Linked DNA regions of Mus musculus: region 1 is linked to region 2. A link is a contact called in public HiChIP or PLAC-seq data. All regions are on one chromosome and are shown on one strand. The core of a region is the stretch at or near the end of the contact, and the rest is flanking DNA. Distances in the headings are between cores, read along the strand shown. Region 1 overlaps Sox2ot (SOX2 overlapping transcript (non-protein coding)). Region 2 has its middle 4.8 kb from the start of Gm20515.

The links. HiChIP or PLAC-seq counts read pairs in DNA pulled down with a chosen protein or histone mark.
Region 1: a contact with region 2 is called in an H3K27ac HiChIP or PLAC-seq map of neural progenitor cells, with 2.4 times the contacts expected there. The contact joins two enhancer-like sites. A contact is called at or near these places in 1 of 39 promoter capture datasets (liver), 1 of 484 Hi-C or Micro-C datasets (embryonic stem cells), 2 of 115 datasets of contacts at active chromatin or transcription factors (embryonic stem cells and neural progenitor cells) and 1 of 9 other capture datasets (embryonic stem cells).

The regions. Positions count from the first base shown.
Region 1 is chr3:34,591,842-34,596,444 of GRCm38.p6, reverse strand. The region is part of intron 2 of Sox2ot (SOX2 overlapping transcript (non-protein coding)); the gene reads right to left. Among named protein-coding and RNA genes, the nearest start is that of Gm42205, 8.9 kb to the left of the region's middle. Within about 2 kb of position 3,259, at least 8 of the 459 cell types and tissues checked have an H3K27ac peak or open chromatin away from gene starts, as enhancers often do. A contact at or near this core is called in neural progenitor cells, where this site is marked.
Region 2 is chr3:34,441,400-34,445,956 of GRCm38.p6, reverse strand. No RefSeq gene overlaps it. Among named protein-coding and RNA genes, the nearest start is that of Gm20515, 4.8 kb to the right of the region's middle. Within about 2 kb of position 2,441, at least 73 of the 459 cell types and tissues checked have an H3K27ac peak or open chromatin away from gene starts, as enhancers often do. A contact at or near this core is called in neural progenitor cells, where this site is marked.

The sequences.
Region 1 (4,603 bases), core at 2,010-4,509, 150 kb before region 2:
TAGCACAGGATGTAAGCATCCAAGGGTGTGGATGGGAGACATAAGAGAGATTTTAAAGCGTTTCTAGGCTGGATCTGGTTGCACAGGCCAGTGGTCCCAGCTACTTAGGAGAGTCACACGTTCAAGGCTTGCTTAGGCTGCAGGGTGAGAGCGAGGTCAGCTTAGGCAACCTAGTGAGATCTTGTCTTAAGATAAAGACGAGTAAAATGAAAAATAATAAAATCTGGGGATGTAATTCAGTGGTTCAGCACTTGCCTAATTAATTGCCCTTGTAAGGCAAAGAAAAAAGGAATTTAGAGTTTTTAGATTAAAACAATTTAGTGGGGTTTCTTTTGGTTTGGTTCTGTTTTGTTTTTAAATGTGTATAAGTGTTTTGTTTACATGCTTATCTGTGCACCACATGCATGTACCCATGATAATTGGGTCCCCTGGATATGGAATTACAGGTAGTTATGAGCCACTATGTAGGTTTTGGGAATTGAGCCTGACTCCTCTGGAAGAGCAGACAGTGCTCTTAACACTCCCTGCCCCTCGCCCTCTCTCCAGCCCCTGGTTTCTTGTTTCTGTATTTTGTTTTGAGATAGAATCTGGCTAGGTAACCCAGGTCATTCTTAAACTTCAGGGGTTCCAGCCTCGGCCTCCTGGTTGCTGTACACACCATGCAGCCAGTGGTGGCTATAATATTTGTGAAATCTTATCTTGGGAATCCAAAGACAACTGTTTGCAGTTACATAAGTAATTGCAATGCACAGACAGATTTGGGCTTGCATTATTGAAGGTTGGGGAGGCATATTAATCAGGAAACAGAATTAGTGTAAACACACACACACACACAGAACAATTGCATTTCAATTATGATTCTTAGGACTTAAAATGCTTACAATTTTCAAAGCACAAACTTAATATTTTAGGAAGCATTTCATACACACCAGTGCAGCTGGTAGTGTTTGAAAGTCTTTGTGCAAACTGAAAAGCTTTAAGGTACAAGTTCCTAAGAGAACCTGATTTATATTTGCCCCTAAATTAGACATATTTTATAATGGGTATAATTTAATGGGTCTTTTTCGTGTGTGTGTGTGTTGTGTGTGTGTGAATGGGTGATGGAATGAATGTGTACATGGTGTGGATGTGTGTGAGTGTGTGTGTGTTGTGGATGAGTGTGTTGTGGACATATGTTTAGTGTGGATTGAGTTAATGTGTGTGTGTGTGTGTGTGTGTGTAGGGGAGTAGATGCATGTACTTGTATTTTTAAATTTACTATTATTATTATCATTTTCATCATCATCATCATCATCATCATGATGAAAGAGTCTCTTACACAAACTGGTTAGACTGGCAAGCCAGTGAGCTCCAGGCATCCACCTGACTCCCTGCACCCAGCCCTGGGAATAATGACATACAGCTTTACCCCCAAGCTTTTCACATAGGTGCTAGGGCTCAAACTCAGGTCTTCATGTCTGTACTGCAAGTGCTTTACTGGCTGACACACCTCTCAGCCCTCTAGTGGGTATTCCTTTCATATCTTAAAACATTTTAAGGCAGTCTTAGCAAGTGATCTAGTGAACTAGGCCTACCTCTGTTGAAGCCAAATGAGCCCAGCATCTGACTCGGACATATCTCTAGTCAGTTCACTCCACCCTGCATCCCGGTTAGAAGTCTCTCTGCAGCACACACGCCAAATTAGAGCAGATCTTGGCCCCGAGTCTGGGTACCTCTATATCCACAGGAGGAAAGTTCAGAACCTAGAGGTCCATCAATGCAGTATTAAAGGGTATTGCTAAGCTCCAACTGACATCAATCTAAATGGGACTATGACGCCTGATACATTTGTACAATCTAGGTCATGCATGCCTGATTGATAGCCTTTCTCTAGGGCATAGTTATCATTTTAGTGGTCCATGAAAGCTATTTCAACTGCTCTTACACCCATGGCCCAATACAGAGCCCCTGACTCGTTCTGTCCAAGGTAGCATGAGTAAAATCTCTGCCTTCTCTATACTGTTTGTGCACTAGAGGAGAAGAAAGCCATTTCTTCCAATGACTGGGTATATGCAGCTCTTTGGATGGTATTTGAAGATTGCTCTGTGCCGTGTGTGTACCTGGTCTTTTGACACTGAGACACAATGATCACATTATCATCTACAAAGTTCACATGAGAACAGTGCAATTGAGTTATGAAAAGAAAAAAAAAAAAAAGAAAAAAGAAACAAGAAACAAGTGAAAAGAAAAATAGCAAAAGTATTCCATGTCCCAAGTAAATTCCTAATATTTGTTGGGCTGTATTCATAGCCATGCTTTGTACTAGGTGGCCTTCAGGCCAGGGAGTAGACAAGTCTGCAAGGCACTGATTGTTCGTTGTGTGTGCATATTCTGGAGCAGAGGAAGACCCTGGAGACAGCACTTGTGTTCTCCCAGGCTAACTGTGCACAGCCTGATACAGACCATGAAAGGAACCCGGGAATACTAATTACACAGAAGGAGACCTATCGTATTTCATGAGGACAACTATACGTGCATCCTAGAAGCGATTTAAGAAGCTCCAGAACACCGGTCAGTGTTTGACACACTGTCATTCAGTGTTCAAGTGTGCAGTACAATGTTAAGTGCAACCATCTCTCTGTCTCTCTGATTCAGCGGCAGAACAAACTGTGGGCTGATTATCAGGGTCATCCTTGGGAAATCGACATGAGATGCTTAATTGTAACTCTGCAGATATCATCTGAATGCAAAGATAAGACATTAAGGCTTAAATGTGAACAAACCACTAAGACCAGAACACAAAATATAAAACCGCTATGTTTAAATTTTTCTTTCTTTCTTTCTTTCTTTCTTTCTTTCTTTCTTTCTTTCTTTCTTTCTTTCTTTCTTTCTTTCTTTTTTTTTTAATTCTCCTATGCCAAGAGTTTGTGAGGCTCTGACAGAAGTGCACATTTTGCCTGTAGCCTGACGCTTCCTTTGTGGGCAGAGCTTTGTTGATAAGTAACCATGACAACTGGCATATTGCTATGTGTGCCTTTTCTTTCTCCCTTCCTTCCTTTTTCGTTCTGTTTCTACCTCCCTTCTTTTTCTTTCTGTTTATTTTATTTTTTTTACATGATCGAGTGTCCTATGTGTGTGTATGTGTGTCATGAGCATGCCTGGTACCCACAGAGGCTGAAAGAGGATGTTGGATCCCCTGCAATTGAATTACAGGTGGCTGGGAGCCACCATGTGGGTAATAGGAACTGAACGTGGATCCTCTACAAAAGCAATGAGTGCTCTCAATCACTGAGTCATCGACCCAGCTCCTTGTGTTCATTAATTGAGACAGGGCCTTTGTGTCTTGCTAAGTAAGTAGCTCTGGTTGGTCCAGAACTCCCTATGTAAATCAGGCTGGCCTCAGACTCTCAGCAATCCTCCTGCCTCTGCTTCCCAATTGCTGGAATTGAAGGTGTAGTCATTATGTCTGCCTCTGTCTATGTTTTATATGGCTGCTTTTGTATTTCAAGGTCACACAGCTCAGTGGTTGAGACAATATCATAGGATATGAACAGTGCCCTCCCTATTCCAAATTCACATATTCAAGTCCTAGGGCACTAATATCTCAGAATGAGACCTTTAGTAACAGGATTGTGGAATGTGCATTCCTTTAAAGGATGAGACCACACTCACACTCTGGCATGGGGACTTTTGAGTCATTTAGACTAAGTCTCCTTATCCAAGGGTGAGTTTGGATGCAGACCTGCATTAGAGAGTAGGGCTCTTGTGAAGACAAAGGCAGAGATTGGGGCGACACAGACTAAGACAGCCAAAGCTCCATGGTTCATGTGGTGCTAGAGATGGAATCCAGAGTTCCACGCATGCTATTTAAACAGTTTACCAAACGAACCACAGACAGCTCTAAGAGATCTCATTACCAAAGCTCTAAAGCCCCAATGCACCACCACATTTCTTGTGGCTAATTCTTATGTGTGTGTGTGTGTATTCGTGTATACTAGTATTCAAGCTCAAGTTCACACTAAGGATTGGAATCAGGACCTCACACATACCACCCTCAGACTCTAATTCTTACATTTAATTCCATCAAGTTCACAAGCCCGAGCCTTACACTAGGATTCACCAAAGTGTCTAACAGCCAAGTAGGGCAGAGCACAGGCACAGCAAGTTGGGAGGTGCTCAGAGCAGGCACGGCTAGTTCGGAGATACACAGAGCAGGCACAGCTAGTTGGGAGGTGTGCATCTGTTTGCTAGGGAGAGTGGCTATAACAGGTATCACTGCCCGTGGGTTCTGCAACCAGAGTCTGGCATTTCAGTGTTGTGGGCTGAAAACACAAGGCAGTTTCCATGACTGTCCCCCAGCTTCTGCTCAACAGTATCCTGGCGAGCTTTGGCTGTCTTAGTCTGTGTCGCCCCAGTCTCTGATTTGTCTTCACAAGAGCCCTACTCTCTAATGCAGGTCTGCATCCAAACTCACCCTTGGATAAGGAGACTAGTCTAAGTGACTCAAAAGTCCCCGTGCCAGAGTGTGAGTGTGGTCTCATCCTTTAAAGGAATGCACATGCCTAAAGCGTACTCGTGAGACATAAGCAGGAGGATCAGAAGTTCATCTTGGTGGTGTAGTGAG
Region 2 (4,557 bases), core at 1,192-3,691:
GAGTACCCAAGCGCCGTTTCAGCCTGATAAACTTCCCAGTTGTTTAGTTGTGTTTTGCTTTGTTTTCCAGGTAAATGTTTCCTCCCTTCCTCTGACAGGGAGATTAAGTTCCACCAGAGTTTTGGGCTCTTATATTGCATTTTTATATCAAGCAAAGTGCAAAAGATTATTTCTAGCATTAATCACTGCAGCTAATAAAGATGGGCCGCCCAGAGGTAGGGCCTGATACTAGGAAGCTTTTCTAAGCGCCTCAATGAAGATGCTCAATCGCATGTAACTCCTGTACAATCCACTAATAGAGAAACAGCGTTAATGAGGGATTGCATCATCACCAATGGGCCTGCTGAGTAGCTTGGCTCTGGTCGGCTGCTGCCAAAATGCAGTTCTCATTTCCAACAAACAAAGTCTATCTGAGAGACAGCACAGAGCCCTTCAGAACCGGGAAGTCCTGTGCATAATAATGAATCCCAGCTCTTCTTTTGCCAAAGAGCCTGGGCCCTTTCAATGTCATAGGTCAGCCCAGTGACTCAGAGAGGGCCTGATCCTTATCTAAGCGTTTGCAGCAAAATTAGAATGTGCTGTAGTCTTATTAAAGAAATGTTTGTCCCCCGTCAATGAGCTGAAAAGAAAGCAGCTCAATGCACTTTTGCAAATTACAGCAATAAACTGCTTGAATTAACTGCTTTATTACAAATATTTAATTATTCGGAGGGTTAAATATCCAACATTTTAGAAAGGCAAAAAATTAGCTACCGATTTGGTAACCTAGCTTGTTTAAAATCTCTCATGGTGGTGTGTATTTGCGTTTTTATTTTAAACAGTCCCAACTTTGAGGTGTCTTCCTTGTGAATTTAGCCAGTTTCCTTTCATTGTGAATGAAACAGCAAACACACACAGCTATCACTCCTGAGGTAAGCTGTCAAGAAAATCAAATCTGCAACTCATGAGCACCACAAAAGGCAGACTCTGTTTGCTTCTCTGGGAGCGGGAACACTTACACTGGAGGACTCCCGAGCCACAGAGGTCGTCAAGTACAACCCATTCTAAGGGACAGATAAAGTAACATGGCCATTATATTTAAACAGTTGCTAGTTAAATATTGTTTAAAGTATACACTCCTTTATTTAAAAGGGCCAAAGATTAAAACTGTACGTTAAAAAGAAAATTTGACAAATGCATACTAAGCAAAAAGCAAGTGTTCTCAGAGAGAAGTTTTTATGCCCCCACACAGAATTCTGTTCATTAATCCAAATGTGTTTTCCATTTATTAAATCATATGAGGCAGATGGAAATTATTTTTAAATAGATTTCTTAAAAAAAATTAGTAGGGAGCGTTTCTCCATAAAGCAAAGAAAAACATTACAATAACAGAAAACGGGTCAGGATGCGCCTGCACAGAGGGCATATCAAAGCGTGTTGTCGCCCGCTGTCTGTATCAGCAAGCTGACTGCTCAGGGCCAGAAAAATCTGCCATGTAGGTCCGACTCTTCACTGAAGCTCTTAAATGCGCGCTCGGAAACTACAAAGTGCTGAATATATTTTCAGTCTTTTTATGTGACGATTTACAACTCGTGACCTTAGGCAGTGTTATGCGCGTAAAACAAAATGACGAGACCACCCTGGTTCAGAGCTGAATAAAGGTAGTATAGAATCAAACTTCATTATCATTCAAATGTCAGGAGGGAGAACAACAGAAACTCCACAGTACATAGATATATAATTCTATTTTGCAGTTTTACTTTATAAAAATGCCCCCTCTTCACTTGTATTTTGCTATTAACCAGCTCAGAGCAAGTAGACAATTATCTAAGCTTAATGTTGAAGTAATAACGTGCTACAAACATTAAAACCCTTGAGGCACGTCAGCTGGGGCCTGTGGGGGATAAAGCCGCGACCAGTTGCTCCTCGGGCTGCCCACCCTGACGTTCAGGAAAATTATCGTTTTGCTTGATTCAGACCCGGACACTGGGAGCCCCTGACATCGGGATGACTGTGCTGGCAGCATGCCTCCTGATACCCACAAGAGCTGTCCCTGCTCTCTGTCCCATGAAAGGAGTCCTTGTTACTTCTCTTTGATAGCTGGCACACTGCCCCTTTCACAGACCCAACGAACCGTCATCTTGGATGTAACAAATTAGTACATTCTCAGAATAATAATAAGCGCAGGCATGAAAACACCGTTGTTTTTACTTGGAAATGAAGTAACTCATTTTAGCTGAGTGACTTTTTTCAGTGCAGCACCCCAGGCCAAAGAGAAAAAAAAAAGAAACTTTTTTTCCCCCTTCTGAAAAGAATGGTCAATTTCAAGAGAGATATGACACACGCTTTACTGTAAAAATCTGAGAAAGTCAAATTAATTGGGGGGGGGGAGAGCTTTCACTGTAGAATAATTAAAAAGAAAATTAGGGGCTCAAAGGAAATCCACACGTACCTAAGTGATGTGTCATTAGAGAAATAGGATCGGAGATGACTCACCATGGTACTCAGTTCTGATACCAGGTTAAGATGTATCTTGTGAATTTTTTTTTCTACTTGTAAAAAAAAAAATTAACTAGGAGTTAAGAAAAGATCCGGTATAATAGAAAACTAATTGAATGTCTCGAGTGTTAAAACACTAGAGAGTACCATGAGCATGTTTTCATATGTTAATAACCATGTCAAAATGTTCTTCCAGTTCTCAGAAACATTTCCTTACCGGTGAGGGAGCTTCTCTAGTCTCAGGACCGCTCCTTTTACTACATTAGTAAGAGAAAGCTAATGTTTACACATTTGCATATGGGATGAATCTACTTCAAAGGCGACCCACAACCACACGGGAAACACCTTTGCTCTCTCCCTACCTGGCAACCTCAGAAAGTCTGGAAAAAAAGGCCATGAGAACCTCTGTTACTGGATCTTCACAGCCGCTCCAGCTAAGGGCTGACCTAGGCTCCAAATAGCGAGTGTCCTTTTCAAATAGACGGTCAGTTGAGATTGGAAGAGCTGCCAAGAAGTGCGGAAGAATAAACTAAATAAACACTTATTTATACTCTTGTAGATACGGGCCAATGTGGACGTTAGTTAGCTCCAGAGGACGGCCTAGAGATTTAACAATCACTAATTTGTTCTCTGTTCTCGCTAGCTCTTGTCTCCTGAAATAAATGGTCATATTTTAATACAAAATGTACTATAAATTTATTAAACTTTCTGGTTCAGATGAGTTCAAAATATCTCATTATAAACGGAGACTGTCCTGAGAGGCAGTCAAGCATGATTAAAAAGATCACTCTTTTACACAAAAAAATAGCCTTCTTACTTTACCCTTTGTTGAAAAGACATTTGGCCAGCCACAGGGGAAAGACATAATCTACTTTTATATTCAAATAATTTATTTGAAAACTCCATGGCTACGATGACCCTAAATAATTCTGGGTTGAATATACATATTACATGGGTTTATGTGACCTTAACCACTGACTTGTTTTAATGTGCCATCAATGATTTTAGCAATTATTTTTTTAAAGGAGAAAGACACATTCTAACACTTTGATTTAAAAATTGCCATTAAATAAAATTATAAGGAAAGTACACGTTAAAGCGCAGTGTATTTCTGCCAATAAACCCGCACACCCAGAGTCAAGCTTGGGATGTTACTTGCTGTCCTCGAGCAGCACCCATCTCTCTGATCTGACTCACATTCCAATACACCATCTACCTGGTGACAACGTGTCAGAAATGGTGCCATCGCTATTTGGCTTTCATGGAGACAAACAGCACTTGCGGAGCATACAAGGCTTCTCTGAGGATCCGTTCTGTTTAGCTCTGGGCATTTGGTCTCAGCATCTTGATGATAAGGTTAGTTGTATAGGCTCCAGGCAACAGAGAACTTCATTTTGAAACCTCCTCCCCACCCCCACCCCACCACCGCCCCAGGAGCCAAAGAAGAGGCTAGCAGTGACTGTTTGCCCATTTGCTTTAAGACACTGTCCCTTTCATTCAGCTGCCCAGCCAGTGCCCACTGTTACATAACAGCAGAGAGTGGCGGTCCACAAAGCAGGTAGGACCCTCCTAAATACTCAGCTCTCTTATTTAGGGTTTTAAGAAAACAGACAGTTGTCAAGCAGCTGTACAAAGCATTTAGGAAACTGTTCCTACATTCTTAATTTCTTTCCTGTTTACCAGTCGCAACCAAGCCCTAAAAAGTCCAGAAAAGGAGTCCAGAAAGTTTTCTGATTTTTGCTTATGTTTTTTTCCTTCCAACTTCCCACGGTACGCATGAGATATACCCCCCCCCGCCCCCCTGCCACCTCCCCATACAGAAAACCAAAATGCGAAATGTGGACTTGTGCATTCCGGGCGCCTCCCCAGACTCTGCCCCTCTTCCAGCCAAGCAGAATGAGTATCTGGGCTAACCACACATTTCAGGACAAAGGAGCTAATTCATGGGGGAGGGGAGACCACACACCATTTATAAGGTTTGTTCAGTTTACAAGAAAACCATTGTCAATGCTTTGTTGATTCATTATCAATGACCCTCGTGACAAATAACAAGTGACCACCTCCTGGCTCAACTCTCCA